Regions from separate parts of the Mus musculus genome. Here regions 1 and 3 are each linked to region 2. Evidence: chromatin contacts called from public Hi-C and HiChIP or PLAC-seq data. All regions are on one chromosome and are shown on one strand. Each heading gives the region's core, a stretch centred on a gene start, on an enhancer-like site or on the middle of the called end of the contact. The rest is flanking DNA. Distances are from core to core; before and after follow the strand shown. Region 1 overlaps Ephb4 (Eph receptor B4). Region 2 holds the start of Slc12a9 (solute carrier family 12 (potassium/chloride transporters), member 9). Region 3 overlaps Zan (zonadhesin).

Region 1 (2,700 bases), core at 179-2,678, 42 kb after region 2:
GTTGGTGGTGGTCAACAGAGGCAGACAACGGTGCTTGGAAGGGGGTTCTTAAATTATATTTAAAAAGAAACTTTTTTTTTTTTATAAATAAAAAAAAAAGGGGGATATGTCTCAGTCCAGAGGGTGACTGGGAGCTGGGGTTGACCAGATTTCTGAGACTAGGGGACCCCTAGGAGTGTGGATTTGGAGGGTCAGGTCAGGTGGTTGGGATTATGGTGTGAGGAGGGGCTGGGTGTTGGTTCTCAGCCCCAAGGTGTTTTGTTTGGGTTGGTGGGAGGTGAGTCACTGGCAGCTGGTGCTAACTGCTCCAGCTGCCCCTGCCAAGAGCCTCCGGCACCTCCGGGGTGGGGCAGACACCTTCTGCCCCTCCTCTGTCTCCTTAGCTCTGGCAGGGGGTTGTATAAGAGAAGCCAAGCGTGTAGCCCATAGTCCTGCCCTAGAACTGCTTTAAAAGGATAAGGGGGCACGGGTGACTGTGGGTGGGGGGTCCCAGTTAGGTGCCCACAAACTTAGGCTGGATGTCCATAGCTGGGGTTGGTTTGGTGGTAATGGGAGAGCCAGCATTGGCTGTGAGGGGAGGGGAAGATGGGGAGTGGCTGAAAGGGGGCCCTCACATCTGTGTACTTATGCCAGGTAGCTCTCAGGACAATTCCCCCATTCAAGATGCTGCCCAGGCAGGTTTTCCTGGCCTCCTGGGAAGGGGAGGGGGAGCCGCTCCAATGAGTCTGCTGCTAACTTCTCCCAGACAAGGAAAAGGAGGATAGGGTCCATACTCCATTCCAGCCTCTCCACTTCCCCCACTGTTTTCTCGGCCCCCTCTCTGCTCCTGGGTATGCCTTCCCATTGGGACACCTGTAAGGGCCAGTTAGTGCAGGCTAGCCTGATTGAGCTGCAGTGGATGTGAGGGGTGCAGAACCTCACACACTGGCCCCAAGGCAGTGTTGCTATCATTTCCCCTGCACGAATGTGTGTGTGTGCGCACGCGAATGTGCATGCTCATGCATGAACATTAAGTGAGAAAGACTGATTCTCTGCAGGTCCTCTCATTCCCCTAAAACTGGCCATGTGGGCTAGCCTGGTCAGCCACATGGCCTAGGAATTGTTTCTTCCCTCCACAGTTCTAGAAGGGTAAGCCCATACTACCATTCCCACCGGCCCCTCCTCTGCTGCAAACAGCGGAGCTTCGAGCTTGCTTGCTGACTGAACTAGCTGCCAGAACCCATACCCCTTCTTGTATTTTGTAAACCAGGGCTTGCTAATAACCCAGGCCAGCCTTGGTACTCACTATCCTCCTGCCTCAGCCTCTGGAATTCTGGGATTATGGCATGAATCACACTAAGTCCTTTGTCTCCTCTCCCTGGGTGACATTTAATATCTCTGGAGGGTGGGAGGGGCTCATTACTACCAGGAAGGGGAGTGTCCCAGGGGACACTAATCCAGCCAACTGCCTTTCGCTGCCAAACAGACATCCTGGCTAGATACAGTGACCTCCACAGAGAGCTGCTACGGGAAAGAAAGATGAAGGTCACAGCATCCAAGCAGTACAAAGATGGAGGCCAGGGGGAGAAATGGGGCTCTAGGCAGGAGGTTAACCTGCTGAGGGGCACTGTGCCTTCTGTCCTAGTGAGGGAAACCAGGGTCCTGCAGAGCATGTCCCACCCCTGTCCTGGGCCCTTTCCATAATATTGAGTTTGGCTGACTTCAGGAAAGGTCTCCAAAGGTATAGTTGTCACACAGATTAATAATATCTCCCTGGCCTGTGTCCTCCCTGCCTCAAAGCACTCTGGCCAAGTCTTGGTTTCTTGAGGTCTTCACAGTCTGATCCATTATACACCTTGGCCTCCTTTGGCTGAACCAGGTGGTCACTTCTACCTGGTTGTCAGAATGGCTCCTAAAGCCAGTAACTCCACCCTCGGTTCCCATAGCAACCTCCTGAAGGGCTCTTTGAAGGAACGAAGAATGAGGGATAGATACCCTCTGGAAAAATCCCAACCGGAAACAGGAAACCCAGAATGCCCTTGCTTCCCCCTAGTGGAGGAATTCAGGCTAAGCCCTCTCAGAGCTCAGGGAGCTCCAGGTCAGCAAACTGAGGCCACCTTAAAAAATAACTTGGAGGCGGGTACTGGTGGCGCACGCCTTTAATCCCAGCACTTGGGAGGCAGAGGCAGGCGGATTTCTGAGTTTGAACTCTACAAAATGAGTTCCAGGACAGCCAGGACTACACAGAGAAACCCTGTCTCCGGGGGGGGGGGGGGAACCTTGGGGTAGGGGCATAGCAGTGACATGTCAGCAGGTCCAAGTGCTTGCTGCCAAAAGTGACATAAGCTTGGTCCCTAAGCCCCGCATGGTAAAGAAACACTGGCTCCTGCTTGCTGTCTTCTGACCTCTACGTATGTGTGTGAGCATTAGTAAATGTAAAAGAAAGCCCACTGGGGTGCTGGAGAGATGGCTCTCTTGGTAAAGTGTTCATCACATTAATGAGGACCAGAACCCATGTAAATGGCCCGATGTAGTGATGCACAGCACAAGGACAGTGGAGGAGATATGGGAGGGAGAGACGGTTTCCATGGAAACTGGCTGACCCGCCAGCCTAGCTCCTTGTCAAAGTCTAGTGGGAGACCGGGCAGTGGTGGCACTGGCACACGCCTTTAATCCCAGCACTTGGGAGGCAGAGGCAGAGGCAGGCGGATTTCTGAGTTC
Region 2 (2,700 bases), core at 194-2,693:
CCCTCTCACAGCTCCATTGGTGGCAATGGCACACACTGAGAGGACTGTTAGTGCCAGAATGATGTAGGCAACCAGTAGCATCGCCAAGGCCTGCAACAGCCCAGCGTGGCCCACCACGAACCCTGCACAGGGGGAGAAAAGCAGGTCACAAGGGATGCTTATATACCTCTCCCCCTTCCCCCCATCCCACTGGCCAGCACAGTCCCACAGCAGAGCCACACACAAGGCCTCAAGGGGCCTTACCCTCCATCTGACCACATGTACTAGGGTCCATCCCTAGCCTTAGCCCCTTCCCAATAATTCCCTCCTCTACTCACCAATCCTCAGAAACACGACTATGCTAAACATGGACAGAACCGTGGGCACCACCACACCCAGGAAGGTGGAGAGCTTGCGGGATGATGGCACTCCAGATACTCCAGCTCCATTGGGAGGGAAGGCAGCCCCCTCTTCCCCCAGAAGCCGGTAGGCCAAAAGAGGGGAGCTCTCGCTGGCCATTGCTGAACGCCAGCAGAGGAAGCCACAAAAGGGCTAGGAGACCTGTAAAAAGAGGTTTTAGTGGCTGGATAGCAATACCACAGACCCTCTCTCCCTAAACAAAACCCTAATTAAACACTCAGTTTCCTCAAAAGGAGAGTTGCAAAGGATACACACACACACACACACACACACACACACACACAGGGCACAGAAACTCAAAACTGTCCCAGCAACTTCCCCACTCTCGGACCCTGGTGTTTAAATAATCAGGGTCCCTTTCAGTTCTTAGGGACCGTGTCATCCTCCGTGCCTCTGAAACTAGGGGTAGCAGTGAGTCTGCGAAAGGGACACAGATCCCCTTGTCAAATAGGTCTCGCCTTAATTGGCAACAAGAGGGGAAGAAGATCTCCTCAAAGGGAAGTTAGCTATTACCAGTAAACACCTCCTCCCAAGTCCTATGCTGCTCCTGTCGAGTACCCTCAATACAGCACCTCACACATGGGCAATAAGAAACTTTCAAAGCTCTCAAAGCTCCACCTTGTATCACCCCTGTCCCTCAACCCATCTCAATCCTGACCAGATTTTTCTAATCTCTACAATGAGCCCTCCAAACTCTATCAATCCAAACAGAGCCATCAATTGTCCAAACACAAATGCAGGCAGCCTAGCATCAGCCACACAGGATCCCCAGGGTCCTCCTCCCCCACCCACCCGCTCTTGTCCACTTGCTTCAGTAACTGGATGCCTGGGGGGGGGCGGGGGGGACAGGCATCTGGCTCCAGCCGGCCAAGTGCACCCTGCATCTGGGTGCCGCAGGGTGCTCACTCACCACCTAGGAATGAAGCTGCTCCGGTGTGATCCCAGCGCGCCTGTGGGGCTCCGCTATAAACCGAGGGGGCGAGGGAGCCGGAAAAAGCAAGCGGGCTACCGGGATGTCAGGCCCGGAGCCTGCCCTCCCCAGCAAGGCGTCCCATTGGTCCCGATTCAAGCCCCGCCTCAAAGGTGTGGTCTACACTCAAGCCCCGCCCACACTCTCGTACGCTGCCTTGCAAGCCAAACCGTTCCACGTGCGTCTCGGGTGTCTTTTGCAAGGTAGTGGGTCACGATCCTCAGAGCCCCCCGTTGCCAGGATGCTAGCAGATGCCCATGGTGAGGGTCTGACTGCACTCCGAGCTCCAGGACGCCCCCAGGAATATCTGAAAGGGGCGCGTGGCGACTGCGGAAAAGTGGAGTGGGCGGAACCGCGGCACCTGACTCAGGTACACACCTGGGAACTGAGAGCGACGTCGGTCGGCGCCTGCCGGAGTCGTACTATTTCAGCTTCTCGGGAGACCCAGAGTGCCTCGGGCTTCCAGCCTGGTCCCTTTCACATTCAGAGGAGACCCCCTCCTCGTCCAGTTTCAGCTCGCAGGCTGCGCTCTTCTCTTCGGCCACGGGAGGGAGCCGTGATCCTCCATCCCGACTCAGGTCCGGGTAAATAAGCAGGTAACCCTGCTTGCTTTTGTGCCTAAGATCCTGTAACTGTGAGCTGGGCAGTGGTGGCGCATGCCTTTAATCCCAGCACTTGGGAGGCAGAAGCAGGCGGATTTCTGAGTTCAAGGCCAGCCTGGTCTACAGAGTGCGTTCCAGGACAGCCAGGGCTACAGAGAAACCCTGTCTCGAAAAAAGAAAAAAAAAATCCTTTATCTGTGACCCCAAAACTCCAACTTCAACCCTTACAGGTCTTACCAACGACGCTTCCTCATCTATAAAACGGGACTTAAAAAAGACATCCCTTCAAGGAGAGCAGTTGAGAGATGAACTAACCGTGTATACTCGCAGGGGGCATGGGTGGGGGCGCTCTTTATGTAGACCGGGCTAGCCCCATTTCAATACATAGCTGAAGAAGACTTCGTGTTTCTGATCCTCCTGCCTATACCTCCCATGTGTTGGGATTACAGATAAGTAACAGCACAGCCTGATGCAAATATTTATTTTCCTAAAAGAGCACTGCCCCCACCCACCCCGAGATTAAACACAGAGCCTCAAGCACACTAAGTGATGCTATAGTACATACGAAGCCTTAACATATTGACTCTTTAGTCCAATACATACATATTCATTTTTCCCCTCACACGGTATTGTATTAAATATGCATAACCATTCTGTGAGTGCACGTTCTACTACTGTGGTTGTATTAGATTAGGGAACTGAAGATGGGAAGCTTTTTTTCTTTAGATT
Region 3 (2,700 bases), core at 85-2,584, 60 kb after region 2:
CTCCTCTTCTATTCAGGGTGGACAAGGCAACCCAGTAGGAGGAAAGGGTCCCAAAGGCAGGCAACAGAGTCAGAGACAGCCCCTGCTCTCACTGTTAGAGGAGTCCCACAAGAAGATGAAGCTGCACAACTGTGCAGAGGGCCTAGGTTAGTTCCACATAGGCTCCCTAGTTGGGAGTTCCTATTCGAGGGTCTTATATTTGCCCTCTGTGTCGGTAGGTTTCATATCTACTGAGTCAACCAACTACAGATGAAAAGAGTTTTTAAAATTGCCACAGGGAGTGGGCATGATTCAGCCTTACTAGAATGCTGTGTGTGTGTGTGTGTGTGTGTGTGTGTGTGTCCACACTGAGGTGCTGGTTCTTGCCTTCCACATTGCACTAAGACAAGATCCATCTGCCTCCCTCTGTCTCTATGCTGGTATTCACTGCTTGTTTGTATACAGCCAGAGTTGGTACCCACACTTTTTGGGCTTTCTCCTAGCTTCACCTTCTATATCATAGCAGGGAAACTGGTGTCACAGTCAGCTGTGCCCAACTTCTATGGGTCATGGGGATTCAAACTCAGGTCTTCACATTTGTGCAGCAAGCATTTTATCCACTGAGCCAGCTCCCACCCCCCAACCCCTACCCCACACCCCTGCCCATTACAGTTGCCATGCCTGCTCACCTTAATGAGGCTACCCTGGAAGTCTTTGCAGTCACAGTGAATTCTAAGCATACATTTATTTTTATGCAGCACATAGCCAGATTGACAGAAGCAGCCCTCCTTGCAGGTGGAGGGAACTTCAGGGCTGGTGCCCCCACAGAGGCCCTCTGGGTCCGAGCAGGAAGGGAGACAGGAGGGAAGGCAGTTGGTATAGAGGCTGTGGGCCGGGCATTTCAGAGCTTTGGGGTGGAAAAAGATTAGCATTAGTGTGGAGAACCAGAGAGGGCCCAAGGAAGCAGAAGTCACATTAAAGAGGGTGGACAGAACAACTAAGAAAAGTTAGGGCTTCCCCTGTCCCTTTTGTTATTCATCCAGCAAACATTTACTGAGCATTGACTGTGTGTATGTCTGTGTGTGTGTGTCAGTGTGTGTTTCTCTGTGTGTGTGTGTCTGTCTGTGTGTCCCCAGAGAACTAAGTTCCTTCTTTCCCTTACTCTAATTCTCCCACCCATGAGCACATATCCCTAACCTTCCCCTACGGTTTCCTTACCATAGGTGACACAGTTACTGTTGCCCTCATTATTGTCCAGGCAACGGGACCCTGTTGGGCAACTGAAGTCGTGACATTGAACAGTCCCTCCTTTGCAGGTGCAGTTCTTGGTACATCCCCTGGAGACCCATGTCTTGCTTTCCTGTAGAAGCAACAAGACAAGAACGGAGGTGAGCCACTGTGTGTAGTGGCTCTCCGAGGGACTTACATTTGCTCTCCCTGTCTGTAGGTTCTATGTCTATTGAGTCAATCAATGGTGGGAGGAAAATATTTTTTAAAACAATTGCTACTCTGGCTGTGGGCATACCTTAGCTTGACTACAACCCCCAATAAGTAGCAGAGGGCATGACTCCGTGATAGAGCACTTGCCTAGAGACCTCTAGAGAAGGGCTGAGGATATGGTTCAGGGATAGAGCAATTGCCTAGAGTCCCTAAGCAAGGGGATGGGTGTATGGCTCAGCAGCAAGGCACTGGTCTAGCATATGCCAAGAACTGACCAACCTTCAGCTGCAGGGCAAGCTATACAGATAGGAAAAATCACGCATTTGAAACAGTCTCTCTCTCTCTCTCTCTCTCTCTCTCTCTCTCTCTCTCTGTCTTTCTCTCTCTCCCCCATCTTGGTTCTGGCGATGTTCACCACCATGATGTACGCCAAAATGTATAGCCTGCAAGTTTCTTAGTGTTGTCCTGTTTGCACCTCCCGTATTTCAGTAAGAGCTCTGGGATCATAGACACAGAATATTACGCCTAGCTTAAATGGATTACGGGGACTTGACCTGAGGTCCTCACACACTGAGCTATCTCCTCAGCCCTCCCCAAACCTGCTCTCCACGCCCACTCACCGGGATGAGAACGCCATGGGCGTCTTTGCAGCCACACTCACTGCTAGGCACACACTTGTCATTACTCAGCACATAGTCAGGTTCACAGACACAGCCCTCCTCGCAGGTGGAGGGGGCTTCGGGGCTGGTGCCCTCACAGTGGCCATCAGGGTCCGAGCAGGAAGGCTGACAGGGTGGAAGGCATTTGGAGTAGTGACTGTGGGCCGGGCACTGCACAGCTATGCAATGGAGGGAAAGCAAGGTAAGTGGAGAGGTCTAGAGGGCGCCCAAGGACATAGGAACTACAGAAACAAGGCAGGGCAGAAGAGCTAAGAGAAGAGAGGGGTTTCCATCTTTTGTTATTCATTCAGCAAACATTAACTGAGCATCAACTGTGTGCGAAGCCGGGAGGAAAAGAAAGGATGGTTTTTCTCATTTCATTGTGAGAAACTGGTGAGAGAGAGAGAGAGAGAGAGAGAGAGAGAGAGAGAGAGAGAGAGAGAAGAGAGAGAGAGAAGCGATTGTTCAGCAAGCATTTACTGACAAAGTCTGTGTGGGACCCCGGAGAAAAGAAAGTGAGAAAAGATGGGTCTGCCAAGATGATATGTATGGGACACTAATTCTCACAGTTTTATCTCCCAACTTGATGCCACATAGAGTCATCTAGGAAGAGAGGTTTAAT

Evidence for each region. HiChIP or PLAC-seq counts read pairs in DNA pulled down with a chosen protein or histone mark. A called contact is a pair of places that touch in the nucleus more often than the background predicts.
Region 1: a contact with region 2 is called in a Hi-C map of Sertoli cells, with 4 times the contacts expected there. The contact joins the enhancer-like site here to the promoter of Slc12a9 in region 2. A contact is called at or near these places in 13 of 39 promoter capture datasets (the 3T3-L1 cell line, 3T3-L1-derived adipocytes, the C10 cell line and 8 more), 4 of 15 datasets of contacts at CTCF or cohesin (the NIH/3T3 cell line, embryonic stem cells and pro-B cells), 66 of 484 Hi-C or Micro-C datasets (the 63-12 cell line, the AML12 cell line, B cells and 31 more), 24 of 115 datasets of contacts at active chromatin or transcription factors (the 230-238 cell line, the SCID.adh cell line, bone marrow-derived macrophages and 10 more) and 4 of 9 other capture datasets (adipose tissue, embryonic stem cells, liver and 1 more).
Region 3: a RAD21 HiChIP or PLAC-seq map of pro-B cells shows a contact between it and region 2, with 2.8 times the contacts expected there. The contact joins the enhancer-like site here to the promoter of Slc12a9 in region 2. A contact is called at or near these places in 3 of 39 promoter capture datasets (the C10 cell line, the SN4741 cell line and liver), 2 of 15 datasets of contacts at CTCF or cohesin (the NIH/3T3 cell line and pro-B cells), 21 of 484 Hi-C or Micro-C datasets (the 63-12 cell line, the AML12 cell line, B cells and 13 more), 10 of 115 datasets of contacts at active chromatin or transcription factors (the 230-238 cell line, the SCID.adh cell line, embryonic midbrain and 3 more) and 3 of 9 other capture datasets (adipose tissue, liver and pancreatic islet).

The regions. Positions count from the first base shown.
Region 1 is chr5:137,374,408-137,377,107 of GRCm38.p6, forward strand. Ephb4 (Eph receptor B4) reads left to right here. Exons shown (of 17, transcript NM_010144.6): 17 at 1-115. Among named protein-coding and RNA genes, the nearest start is that of Ephb4, 26 kb to the left of the region's middle. Within about 2 kb of position 1,429, at least 61 of the 459 cell types and tissues checked have an H3K27ac peak or open chromatin away from gene starts, as enhancers often do. A contact at or near this core is called in the 63-12 cell line, the C2C12 cell line, the N1E-115 cell line and 11 more, where this site is marked.
Region 2 is chr5:137,332,139-137,334,838 of GRCm38.p6, forward strand. It overlaps Slc12a9 (solute carrier family 12 (potassium/chloride transporters), member 9), which reads right to left and starts at 1,444. Exons shown (of 14, transcript NM_031406.3): 1 at 1,310-1,444; 2 at 318-540; 3 at 1-122. The coding sequence starts at 498.
Region 3 is chr5:137,392,342-137,395,041 of GRCm38.p6, forward strand. Zan (zonadhesin) reads right to left here. Exons shown (of 88, transcript NM_011741.2): 72 at 2,040-2,257; 73 at 1,198-1,339; 74 at 669-886. Among named protein-coding and RNA genes, the nearest start is that of Ephb4, 44 kb to the left of the region's middle. Within about 2 kb of position 1,335, at least 8 of the 459 cell types and tissues checked have an H3K27ac peak or open chromatin away from gene starts, as enhancers often do. A contact at or near this core is called in the 230-238 cell line, the 63-12 cell line and pro-B cells, where this site is marked.